Regions from separate parts of the Mus musculus genome. Here all the other regions are linked to region 1. Evidence: chromatin contacts called from public promoter capture Hi-C data. All regions are on one chromosome and are shown on one strand. Each heading gives the region's core, a stretch centred on a gene start, on an enhancer-like site or on the middle of the called end of the contact. The rest is flanking DNA. Distances are from core to core; before and after follow the strand shown. Region 1 holds the start of Cfap52 (cilia and flagella associated protein 52). Region 2 holds the start of Rpl26 (ribosomal protein L26). Region 3 overlaps Myh10 (myosin, heavy polypeptide 10, non-muscle).

The links. Promoter capture Hi-C pulls out the DNA fragments that hold promoters and counts their contacts.
Region 2: a promoter capture Hi-C map of second pharyngeal arch cranial neural crest shows a contact between it and region 1. The contact joins the promoter of Rpl26 here to the promoter of Cfap52 in region 1. A contact is called at or near these places in 4 of 39 promoter capture datasets (the 3T3-L1 cell line, hippocampal neurons and second pharyngeal arch cranial neural crest).
Region 3: a contact with region 1 is called in a promoter capture Hi-C map of embryonic stem cells, with 2.9 times the contacts expected there. The contact joins the enhancer-like site here to the promoter of Cfap52 in region 1. A contact is called at or near these places in 9 of 39 promoter capture datasets (the 3T3-L1 cell line, 3T3-L1-derived adipocytes, cranial neural crest and 5 more), 4 of 484 Hi-C or Micro-C datasets (cortical neurons, palatal mesenchyme and stem cell-derived neural progenitor cells), 1 of 115 datasets of contacts at active chromatin or transcription factors (astrocytes) and 1 of 9 other capture datasets (embryonic stem cells).

What each region holds. Positions count from the first base shown.
Region 1 is chr11:67,963,436-67,967,466 of GRCm38.p6, forward strand. Cfap52 (cilia and flagella associated protein 52) reads right to left here and starts at 2,207. Exons shown (of 14, transcript NM_027963.2): 1 at 2,087-2,207. The coding sequence starts at 2,156. It overlaps Stx8 (syntaxin 8), which reads left to right and starts at 3,023. Exons shown (of 8, transcript NM_018768.3): 1 at 3,023-3,082. The coding sequence starts at 3,066.
Region 2 is chr11:68,899,306-68,903,336 of GRCm38.p6, forward strand. It overlaps Rpl26 (ribosomal protein L26), which reads left to right and starts at 2,261. Exons shown (of 4, transcript NM_009080.2): 1 at 2,261-2,319; 2 at 2,965-3,137; 3 at 3,874-4,014. The coding sequence starts at 2,970.
Region 3 is chr11:68,810,532-68,814,562 of GRCm38.p6, forward strand. It overlaps Myh10 (myosin, heavy polypeptide 10, non-muscle), which reads left to right. Exons shown (of 41, transcript NM_175260.2): 37 at 1,070-1,193; 38 at 1,266-1,474; 39 at 2,438-2,546; 40 at 3,851-4,023. Among named protein-coding and RNA genes, the nearest start is that of Ndel1, 41 kb to the right of the region's middle. Within about 2 kb of position 1,775, at least 10 of the 459 cell types and tissues checked have an H3K27ac peak or open chromatin away from gene starts, as enhancers often do. A contact at or near this core is called in embryonic stem cells, where this site is marked.

The sequences.
Region 1 (4,031 bases), core at 957-3,456:
TTTTAGACTCTGAGCCATACGGCCGGTGTTGCAGTCAGTCATCTCTGCTAGTGTAGTGTGAAAATAGCCATAGACTGCACCAATACAAAGGACATGGCTGAATTCCAATGGAACTTTATTTACAAAACACACAGTGGGACCAATCTGGCCTGCAGATCCCTGACCGATCTGTTGTTGTTGCTTTTTTAACTTATAAGAGCTCTAGATATAATGGAAAAATCGGTTGAATGTGACCAGACTCTCAATAGCAACAGCCTGATGTTTCCATATCTGACACAATTATATTCTGTTTGTTTACTTGATAAGCTCACATCAGAGTACAATACCTGGTACAGTTACATATATGCATCACCGTTTTCAAATTCAAGTTTAATAACACAACTGTTACTATGAGTTCTAATTTTGCATTCAACTTCTCAACTTTTTTTTTTTTTTTTTTTTTTTTTTTTTTTTTTTTTTTTTGCTTTGGCCATCCTAGAACTCAGTACTCAGTATGTAGATTAGGTTGGCCTAGCATATGATTAATTTCATGTGAACTCTAAACTCTGACCTCAAAGTCTAGTCCCCGCCCCCGCCTCCTCCCCCTTCCTGGATCTTCACTCTCCATTTCTCAGCCCCCCCCCTTTTCTGGCCATTTGCAATGATCTGCACCCCAATCCTTAGCCTCTGGTTAAAGACTATTTAAATTCAAAAAGAGTCTTTTCACAATAAAAAAAATCAGTCTTTTCTTGGCTTCTTTCAATAAATAACTTTTTCCCACGGGCTCGGGAGAAGTCTAGGCAAGAGTGTACACAACTCTTGCAGAGGACCTGACCTCACTTCCTAGGACATACCACCTGTAACTTCACTGCCACCAGATCTGGCGCCCTCTCCTGGTCTTCACGAGCACCTGCACTTACATGTCCATTCCTCCACCCCATACACATAATTAAAAATAAAACAAGGAGCCCGAGAGTTGGCTCAGCAGTTAAGAACCCTGGCTTCTTTCCCAATGGACCCAGCTTTCATTCCTAGCACTCACATGGGACTCACGTCTGTCTGTAACTCTAGTCCTGGGGGATCTGATGCTCTTTTCCGGCCTCCTTGGGCACTGGTTCACAGATATGCGCTCTGAGCAAAACACCCACGCAGGTTTTTTTGTTTGTTTGTTTTTTTTTTTAAGCAACCCTTTTCCCAAACTTTGATACACTTTAAGATTCTTTCCTTACTGTGTTAGCAAAAATTCAGTTACAGGCTAGAGAGATGCCTCCGTGGTTAAGAGCATGGGCTGTTCCTCCGAAGGACCAGGGTTCAATCTCAGCATCCATATGGCAGGGCAAAATACTAATGCACATAAAGTAAATTACTTAAAAAAAAATCAATCACAGATCTTGTGTGTCTTTGCACTGACCGGCTCACCAGAATATTTTTTTGCAGTTCTCCAGGGATCACTTCTTATCGGTAATATTTGTCCATCTCTACAGACAGTGTTGGCTCAGATACAGAAAACGCTGGCTTTCAATTAAAGCAGCACAGAGCAACGAAGACTCAAGAGTTAATGCCAGGAGCGCTTAAACCTTTATTTACTCTGTAATCGTTCCGCACCGCATCCTTTCAACGGTAAAGCTTTCAGGCACTACATTCGTTTTAAAAAATCAATTTTCCCCCTAAAATTTAACTCCTTGCCTTTTCGCTACACGCCAAACACGACCCCCAATCACAGCATTTCTCTCTCAATATTTACCACGACAGTCACAAATAAAGTGTGAGCACCACAAGAAGGCCCCTCCAGAATTAAAAAGGTTTCTCCCTTAATGTCCTACTTCCCTTCTATCCTGGTCTTAAACCTTTGAGTTCTTACTTTGGGAAAGACCCTTATTCATACTCCTACCGAGTTAGGCTCATTTGGTCTCTGGAGGAGCTTTATCTGAGCTCTTACACCCATGCCAGTTCCTGAGGCTCAGGAATGAGGCCCAGATCTGCCACCATCCTGGGGCGGGTGGTGCCTGGCCACACTCTTGCCGCTATTCCCACTGCCTCTCAGGCGCTACCAGGTCAGCGTCTCACTGTCCCTGAGGCATCAAATCATGGTTGCTCAAGGTCTCACCATTGAAGCCGATCACAGCCTGAAGCTCCAGTTCTGCTACATCCAGCTCGGGTAAAACTTGTTCTTCCATCCTGGAGAGTTTCAGCTCATTGATTCTTCAACTCCAGGGTGCAGCGTCTCCTGGTCGTCATGGTAACTGGCGCACGCATGCGTGCTAGGTTCATGCAGGAGCAGAAACCCAGCCCACTGTGTTTGAGTTGATTTCCCCTCTTGCAAATGTTGGGAGGACTTCCTTAGTATGTATTTTATCCATTCTGGAAATGTAGGTGGTAGGTTGACGCTAAGTGCACAAGGTAAATTTCCTCCTCTCCCGTGTACAGGTCTGTGACTTTTTAAAAACTATACAATTAAGCCCCTCGTGATGATTATTAAAAATAATTGAACACAGAATAATTGAGCACAGAGAATTGCCTATGATGAATAGGTTGCTATAAAAAACATGGCATTGATACTTCTTTTTAAAAGAAAAATTTAAAAAAATCACTAAAAACGTTTTAGTACAGTATGCAACTATTTTTATGTATGTATGTATGTATGTATGTATTCATGCATGTATGGTACATATGTTGCCTGTATGTATATTTCCTGCCTCAGCCATCCAAGTGCTGGAATTCCAGGCTTGAGTTATCACACCCAGCTTGTCTTGCTGTTTTGAATTAAGAAGAAAAATACAGAGAGCCGGGGTTGACGCGTTTCCATTCCCTGGGAAAATGTTTTGATTCTGCTCAACAATTTAACTATTTTTCTTGCGTCCAGCAATTCATGTGAATTAACAAAAATAGATTCTTGCTACCCACTCCCTTAGGGGTGCGCTCTGGGTAGCGGGGACGTCGTTCTGAGGTCAATTAAAACAGGTTTCACTTTGCAAACTCTGGGCTCGGGTCGCGCACTCTCCGAACTGCGGGGAATGAGCCGCACGGGCCGCCGTAGTCAGCTGCTACGAGCAGGAAGTGTCCCAGCTGCGGGCGGAGACTGCACCATGGCCCCGGACCCCTGGTGAGTTGCCGGTGATGGCAGCAGAGTATGGGGATTAACTTGGGGGTGGAACTGGCTTCCAGGGACTGGCAGAGACCCTGCCCATCTTTGAGCTTGAGGCTGGCGGCCTTAGGGATGAAGATCAGCGAGAATCCTCCCCCTGTTGAGGGGACTCAGCCACGTACTGCCTACTCGGTGCTAACTCTGTGGTCCTAGGGTAGGCTATGACCTGGGGGAGCTGGGACTTGAGCAATCGAATATTTGCCCCCCTTTTCTGGGGCTTCTTGCCCATCATGCTTGTGGCTGACTGCATGCATAGACTTCCCCAGGCTCCTGTAAAAGTGAGGTCAAAATAACCTTTTGGTGGGGTATCCCTTCACCCAGTAATCCCCAGAAAGGTTATAAACTGAAGTTCACACTCCATGGTCACCAGTTAGTAGCTAGTTGGGCACGGGTGCTATGGGCTTTTCACAGAAAACTTGTAGGACATTGGGAGGGGAAATTTTGCACTTTTCCTGCATCAGTAGCATGAAGACTTATGTCAGCACGAAGTAGGAAGTGCCTGATAAGGTCCATTTATTCAGCAAAGAGACCCCAAGGAGAGAATGATGAAAAACATCTTTGTACAAGGAACAAATTGCTATAAAGTCCTGACCTTCCTGATGAATAATTTATAACACTGCATTCCTATAAAGTTTGTGTTGGAGAATATGCCTTATGGTGGTGTTTCCGGTACAATTTGTAGTTGTTTGATGGCAGATAAATTTGAATATTAAGAGAGTGGATCCCAAGGTCAGAATTAGAGTTATCTGGGATCTAGGCTATTTGGGCCAGTTGCTGAATTGTTTGTTGTTGGTTTGTTTTTCAGTGTCTCGGGGAGCCCAAGTTGATCTTGAATCCCTGACCCTTTTGCTTCAGTCTCCAAAATGGTGGCTCTGCTACCAAGCCCAGCCAAGTGCTGAATTTTGTC
Region 2 (4,031 bases), core at 1,011-3,510, 940 kb after region 1:
AAGCTACCCCACTGCCTCGAGGAGCTAAGTGTAACATTCTTCAAACCTCACCCAAGGGTGACCTACCTCACTGCACACACCTCCCTGACCCCAAAGCTAAAGACAGCGGGTTCAAGCTTCCTGTGATCCCAAATTGCTGCTTCCCGTGCCTGTCTCCCCTCTTGGACCATGACTTCCTGCAAGCACAAACCGGGAATTATTTTGTCACCCCGGTATTCTAGGCTAGCTTATGAAGGACACACCACAAGCATTTATTGAATAGAACTGCTGCAGGTTTTATTCAATTTTTCCTTTTCTTTATCTTTTCTTTCTTTCTTTTTTTGTCTTGGTTTTGTTCTTGTTTTTCAAGACAGGGTTTCTCTGTGTAGCCCCGACTGTCCTGAAACTCACTCTGTAGACCAGACTGGCCTCAAACTCAGAGACCACCCCCCTTCCTCTGCCTCCCAAACGTTGGAATTAAAGGTGTGCACCAGCAAACCCAGCTTTCAATTTTTCAGTGACATATAAAATTGGGGCTCTTTCTCTTACAGAATATTTGACAACACACTATTTTAAAATCATGAATACTGATGACTCTATTTTGAACCCTCAAAGGTATGATTTCTCGCTCTTCAACTTGACAGTTTGTAGGAACTGTCATATCGAGTTTCCCAAGACAGGATTTCTCTGTGTAGCTCTGATATCGAGTCATATCGTTTCTAGGGGGACCCGGAGAGCCAGCCTCATAGGTTCTAAACTTCTCTAGAAGTCATAGGTCCTGTGTCCCTTTGCACCTTCCTGTCACTGCTCCGTACCTCAGTTATCCACTCTGTAAACTGAGGACAGTACACCTGCATCAGCCTAAAGACGTTAGTGATGTGAAAGGGTATAGAAGAGTGTGTCCTGCCTAGTGTTCCGTAAGCTCCCTGTATCTTAAGACAGTATGTGCCTCCTGTTAGCATGACGGCTATATTATCTACAGAAACCGATGCCTCCGAACCCATTTGCAGAGAATCGGATCCCCTTGACCTACCTCCATCAGATCTGGAACCGAGAACTCTCAGGAGGGGGTTGAGGTCATAGTTTTAAAGGGTACACCTGTCTGCGATGAGAGTGTCCCCCCACCCCGTGTCTCTTTCTTTTCTTTCTTCCTTTCTTTCTTTCTTTCTTTCTTTCTCTCTCTCTCTCTTTCTCTCTTTCTCTCTTTCTTTCTCTCTCTCTCTCTCTTTCTCTCTTTCTCTCTTTCTCTCTTTCTTTCTTTCTTTCTTTCTTTCTTCCGTTCTTTCTTTCTTCCGTTCTTTTTCTCTTTTCATGTTTTCAGTTTTTCGAGACAGGGTTTCTCTGTGTAGCCTTGGCTGTCCTGGAACTCACTCTGTAGACCAGGCTGGCCTCGAACTCAGATATCCGCCTGCCTCGCCTCCCAAGTACTGAGATTAAAGGCAGGCGCCACCAATGCCGGCTTTTCCTTTTTTTTTTTTTTAAATTGGATATTTTCTTTATTTACATTTCAAATGTTTTCCCCTTTCCAGGTCTCCCCTTCGGAACTCCCCTATCCCATCCCCTCTGTCCTTACCTCCCCCACCCATCCACCCACTCCCGTCTTCCCGCCCTGGCATTCCCCTACACTGGGGCATGGAACACCCTCAGGCCCAAGGGCCGCCCCTCTCACTAATGTCCAACAAGGTCATCCTCTGCCCCGTTTGTGACCGGAGCCTGTAATCTTTTGTTGGTGGTCCAGTCCCCGGGAGCTCCGGGGGATCTGGCCTCGGGTCTGTTTGTTTAAGTGTGATTTGAACCGGCAACTTGGCATCATCAGGGGGCCAAGACCTATTTCCGTCCAGGTGAGGGATGGTCTCAATTTCGCAGAAGGACCCAGAGTAGTCTACCCAGATGTGGGGGCGGCCGGCTGGGGCTAATTATAAGAACTAACTCCTATGGGTCAAGTCACCGAGGTAACCGTCTGGCCAAGGTCCCAGAGCCACTCGGCGCCTAAAAGTAGGTCTTGCGCTTCGCCCGGAGCCCAGGAATGAAAGGGTGAGGTCCCCCAGGTCCTCTCACGCCGGCCTACCGTCCCTAAGCAACCCTCTTCATCCCAGGAGCACTGCCTTCCCCAGAGGACTAAGCCTACCACGCACACCTCCGAGGGATGACGTCAGGACCCCTCGCAGTCCCCCTCCGAGCCGCTAGATGTCGCTAAACTCCCATTCCTAGTTTCTTCTTTTCTCCCAACCTCCTCTCCCCTTTCGCTCCGAGACTCTCGCGAGATCTCGCGGCAACTTACAGAACCGGAAGTCGCGTGTAGTTCTCTTTCCTTTTGCGGCCATCGGTGGATCGCAGCCGGTGAGTTCTCGGCGGGTTGTCGCTGGTAATCCGCAGCCATCCGCGGCGAGGCGAGGAGGCTTTTCTGTCCCGAGGCCCCGAGACGGCCTTGCTGGCCCGGCATCAGCCAGGGAGCCGAACTGGGGCGGGCTCGGTCCGTGTCTTTCCTAGCCAGGGCCCGCGGGGCTGGAGAGGGTTAAGGGGACCAGGTTCGTGGACTCGAAGGCCGGCGGGGCCCATGGAGATGGAGTTAAATAATCATAAGCCCCGGGTCAGCCGTGCGGTTGCCCTCTCGCCAGTTGGGAGGGCTTGGAGATCCGCCCTTGCTTCCATGCTCAAGTGGGGGGCAAAATGCAGAGCACCAGAAGCGGTAAATGAGAAGGTAAAGACCGACGCTGTGTAGGACCCTCCCGGGATGCTGAAGTTGGAAAGTCAAGTTTAAAAGTAGGATAGGTGTTACTAATGGCAGAGTCTTCATCTTGTTTTCAGTCTTTAAAGACGAAAAAACCCTCAGATGGGAAGGTCTGGAGTAACCGAGCATGATACCTTCCAGTGAACGTTGTGTGCTTTCAGAGTGGAGTTGATGCTGTTTAGGGAACTGGTTGAGACTTGAAACGTTAAAGGGTCTTCTGGTTTTTGTTTTTGTTTTTTTTGTTTGTTTTTAAGCCAAAATGAAGTTCAATCCCTTCGTGACTTCTGACCGAAGCAAGAACCGCAAACGGCATTTCAATGCGCCCTCTCACATTCGGAGGAAGATCATGTCTTCCCCTCTTTCCAAAGAGCTGAGACAGAAGTATAACGTTCGGTCTATGCCCATTCGGAAGGATGACGAAGTTCAGGTATGTGTCCTTGCTTGGCGAGGCGAAGCTGAATGGAATTTTACGATTATTTGGGGGGCGCGGGGGGGGGTGAGAAAACCTGCATTTGATGTATGAAAGGGTTGCTTTGCATCAAAAGAACTGGAAAGCAGTGTGCTTTTTGGTCCTGCCTCAGCGGTTTGCTAATGTCTTTGTGTGGGGTTCTATTAGCTCTATTGGGGAGAGATTATCTGTAGCTGTAATTTATAGCTAGTGATTGGTAAGTTCTGGAAGTCTTTAAAAGAACGCAGGGTGGGTTTCTTTGTGTAGGTAGCCCTTGGCTGACCTGGAAAAGAGATAAGATAGAGCCCTAGGATAAAGGGTGTGCACTTCGAGACTGGCACATCTTAACACTTTTTAAGAATACTTAATAAAATGAAACACTTCTTTGGGAGGATCGACATGGGTTGAAAACAGCTATAGGATGGCAACAGTCTTGATTTGTCTGTTATTTAGAAAGCCTTTCTTTGCTATAGGTGATTGGCCTGGTTTGTTTCCAGTCTGTGAAGATGAAAAGGTTGGGGATTTAGCTCACTGTTCACATAGTGCTTACCTTGTATATACAGGTCCTGGATTTGAGTCCCAGTAACCCCATTCCCACCCCAAAAAGGGGACGTGTGGGTCTGCTGGAGGTGCACAGTGTATGAATGATTCGGCAGTTCTGGTTCTCTGGGTTACACTCTAGCCCTTGCTCAGTTTTTTTTTCACTTGCACTCAGGTTGTTCGCGGACACTACAAAGGCCAGCAGATTGGCAAGGTGGTCCAAGTGTACAGGAAGAAGTACGTCATCTACATCGAACGAGTCCAGCGAGAGAAGGCTAATGGCACAACCGTCCATGTGGGCATCCACCCCAGCAAGGTGGGTGTTTTTGAAGG
Region 3 (4,031 bases), core at 525-3,024, 850 kb after region 1:
GCCTTTGGAACAAGAGATAGAACTCTTAGTTCCTCCAGCACCATGGCTGCCTAGATGCTGCCATAGTGCCCTCCATAATGATAATAGACTGAACGTGTAAGCAAGCCTCAATTAAATATTGTCTTTTATAAGAGTTGCGGTGTTCATGGTGTCTCTTCATAACAATGAAACCTTAACTAAAACACCATAACATGTATGCCAATATTGCATCCTTGAGTATACCTTGATGTACTGGCCATTACCATAGCTCATGGGGCCCACAGATGGATAAGACTGTTGATAACTTTCCTCCTCTCAGGATCCTAAATTAGCCCCTTCTGTTACTATGAATGTTTTCCAGCAAGGAAAAAGCTTCCTTGTCAGTACCAATTTGATTTCTCCATGTTGTCATGTATAGGGTTTACCATAAAGTTACTATAGGAAATGTAAAGTGGCAATCAATAGTTGTTTTTGTTTGGATAGTTGCCAAGACACCACTGACCAAACCTGGCACCTGAGGGCCTCCCTTTCAGACTTGGCTTGGCTAGTAGCTTCCTTACAATCTTCCTTGGAGTTTCTTGGTTTTGTTTTTGTTTGGGGGTTTGTTTGTTTGTTTGTTTTTTTCTTTTTTCTTTTTTTTTTTTTTGGTTTTTCGAGACAGGGTTTCTCTGTATAGCCCTGGCTGTCCTGGAACTCACTCTGTAGACCAGGGTGGCCTCGAACTCAGAAATCCGCCTGCCTCTGCCTCCCAAGTGCTGGGATTAAAGGCGTGCGCCACCACGCCCGGCTTGGTTTGTTTGTTTTTAATGATTTCTTTTGACCAATTAAGTTGCTTTCTCCTTGGGAGTGCTAGGACATTAGAGTTCATCCAAGATCTTGGCCAAATTCTAGAGGCAGAGTTAAGCAGCAGAGAGGTCACCACAGTGGTTCAGAGGACAGTGCAGGACCAGGAAGGCAGATTTGGGAAGGAAAGAGAACTGTCTGAGGGTGGGGCTTACCCACAGATCAGGGATAAATGCAGGGACTAATCGGGAGTCACACTCACAGTTCTCATCCTATGCTCTGTGCTCGGCCCCTTCCTCGAGCTTAGGTCTGCGCTGTTGGATGAGAAGCGGCGCCTGGAAGCGCGGATCGCACAGCTGGAAGAGGAGCTGGAGGAGGAGCAGAGCAACATGGAGCTGCTCAATGACCGCTTCCGCAAGACCACGCTGCAGGTGCCATGCGGCCGGCCCTGGGGGCAGCAGCATTGCCCCTGCACAGGTTATCTGACCTCCCTCCTCTTGTAGGTGGACACACTGAACACAGAGCTGGCAGCAGAGCGCAGCGCTGCCCAGAAGAGTGACAATGCCCGCCAGCAGCTGGAGCGACAAAACAAGGAGCTGAAGGCCAAGCTGCAGGAGCTGGAGGGGGCAGTCAAGTCCAAGTTCAAGGCTACCATCTCAGCCCTGGAAGCCAAGATTGGGCAGCTGGAGGAGCAGCTTGAGCAGGAAGCCAAGTAAGATGTTGTGGGCCATCTCATGACCCAGAAGTAGCCTCGCCCATAGGAACACCCAGTGCAAGGGAATGTGGGAATGCAGGGTGTGTGACCTGCACAGGAGCTAGAAGGTTCTGAGAGCAGTGAGAGCCGTGCCTAAGGAGGGGCTGGGGCTCTGCCTGGCCCTGCTGGAAGTCCTCATGCTGCCCCATGACTTCCTAGCACCAGCATCTTTATGGATTCACTGCAGACTTCTGATGGTTGCACCCTGTGAGGTGCTCATTTGCAGTATTTCTCAAAAGCATTCTCCCCCAGGCAGTTTCCATCACACCAAATGAATCAAAGCACTGCATGGGATGGAATGAGCAGGCGGCTGCAGCAGGTGGTAGCACTCCTACCCACCTCGTTGGGGAGGATGGGACCGGAAATGCAGCCCCGGTGCTACATCCCTAGCCCTCCCCCCACTCGGCCTGAAGTGTCTCCAGCAAGGCACGGCAATGAAGCTTTCACTAGCAAGGTTTAAGTCGCCTTACCTGACTCCACCAGACCCAGATCCAGCTAGGAAGGAACAGTTCCTGTCTGCAGGGACTCTCCGTGTTCATCTCCTCTAACCAGGCGCAGTCCCAGGCCAGAGAGTGGTGGTTATTTCACTGTTCCCCAGTGGGTAGGGTTTGCTGCTTCCATTGGCTGTAAACTCTTCATCTGAGACAGTCACTCCATAGACTAGGTGTTTGTTATGTGATAACCATGTCTGTTCCCTATGACTGGCATGTGTATGTGGCATATGTCACTCACTGTGTGCACAGAAACAAGGCAGTGCTGCCACTGAGGACACGGAAAGGCAGTCCCTGCGTCAGGCTTCTGGGAGGTCTGAAGGCCGTTCCAGTAGGTGTCATTTTCTAAAGAAAAACAACTCCAAAAATACTTCCCCGCTTAAAATATAATTAATTTCAAGTTTTAAAACTACTTTGGTCACTTTGTCAGGGAGCGAGCAGCTGCCAACAAACTAGTCCGTCGAACAGAGAAGAAACTGAAAGAAATCTTCATGCAGGTTGAAGACGAGCGTCGGCATGCGGATCAGTATAAGGAGCAGGTAGGAAAAGCCAGGCGGGTGAAGGTCACCACTCCAGGAGTGTTTAAGCAGGCAATCAGAGTTAAGGACACTCTTGGAAACTCTTAATTACGGCATTTCAACCCAGGCAGCAGCCTGTGTTCCCCCAGTTCCAATGGGGAGAGCGAGTCAGTGACACTTTGAGGTGTGAGCCCTGGGCTGAGTTTTAAAGTTACATTCAGCTTCCTCCACTCCACCGTGTCGCAGGCAAAGAGGCTTCTTCCAGTCCCCTCCTGTGCCTGGATTAATAGTTCTTGGGTACGGTGAGCATCGGGGACTGGTCAGAGGGAATTTGGGAAATGGTAAACAGCAGCAGAAAGCAGGGATTGTGAAGGGCGTCTGCCCTCATGCACAAACCCTAATCCCAGAGGCTCGGTATTGAAGGGCTCGCTCCAACACTCCTGGGATCCCAGTAGAGCATCGGGATCAAGACCACCTCAGGGCCTTCGCTTCCCTACTTGCCAGGCAAGTGACAACTGCACCCAATGAGGCAGTAGCCAGTCCCTGCAAGTTTAGGAGCAAAGGAGCCACAGTCAGATTCTGGGTGGTTTGGTTTGGTTTGGGTTTTTTTTTGGTTTTGTTTTTCGAGACAGGGTTTCTCTGTGCAGTTTCTCTGTGCAGTCCTGGCTGTCCTGGCACTCACTCTGTAGACCAGGCTGGCCTCGAACTCAGAAATCTGCCTGCCTCTGCCTCCCAAGTGCTGGGGTTAAAGGCGTGCGCCACCGCGCCCGGCTCATAGTCTTTTTTTTTTTTTTTAAGATTTATTTGTTTATTTATTTATTCTATGTAAGTACACTGTAGCTGTCTTCAGACACACCAGAAGAGGGAGTCAGATCTCGTTACAGATGGTTGTGAGCCACCATGTGGTTGCTGGGATTTGAACTCTGGACCTTCAGAAGAGCAATTGGGTGCTCTTACCCACTGAGCCATCTCACCAGTCCCTCACAGTCATATTCTTAAGTGGGAGCACACTGCACTCTCCAGAGTGGCTGTGTGGAACAGCCACGCTTCACGGACAGTATCCTGTCCAGACTGCTAGCCTTCTGCACAGCCCCATCAGTCATATGGAGATGGAAAACTAGTTTGGTTTCACAGGAAAGGCAGTTTTGAGTTTCTGATTGTGTGGCTTGCTCTGTAAATACTGGCTTTACTAAGGCAAGGGGAAGCACCTTAGAGCAGCCCTAAAACAAGTGCGCTTGTGTGCACGCAAGATGTCACAGAGCGTGCTGACCCTCCGTCGTCTGACCCTGGGTTCTGTTTGCTTTTCATTTGTGTAACGCCCCAAGATGGAGAAGGCTAATGCCAGGATGAAGCAGCTTAAACGACAGTTGGAAGAGGCTGAGGAAGAGGCCACACGTGCCAACGCATCTCGGCGTAAACTCCAAAGGGAGCTGGACGACGCCACTGAGGCCAATGAAGGCCTGAGCCGCGAGGTCAGCACTCTCAAGAACCGGCTCAGGTAAGTGT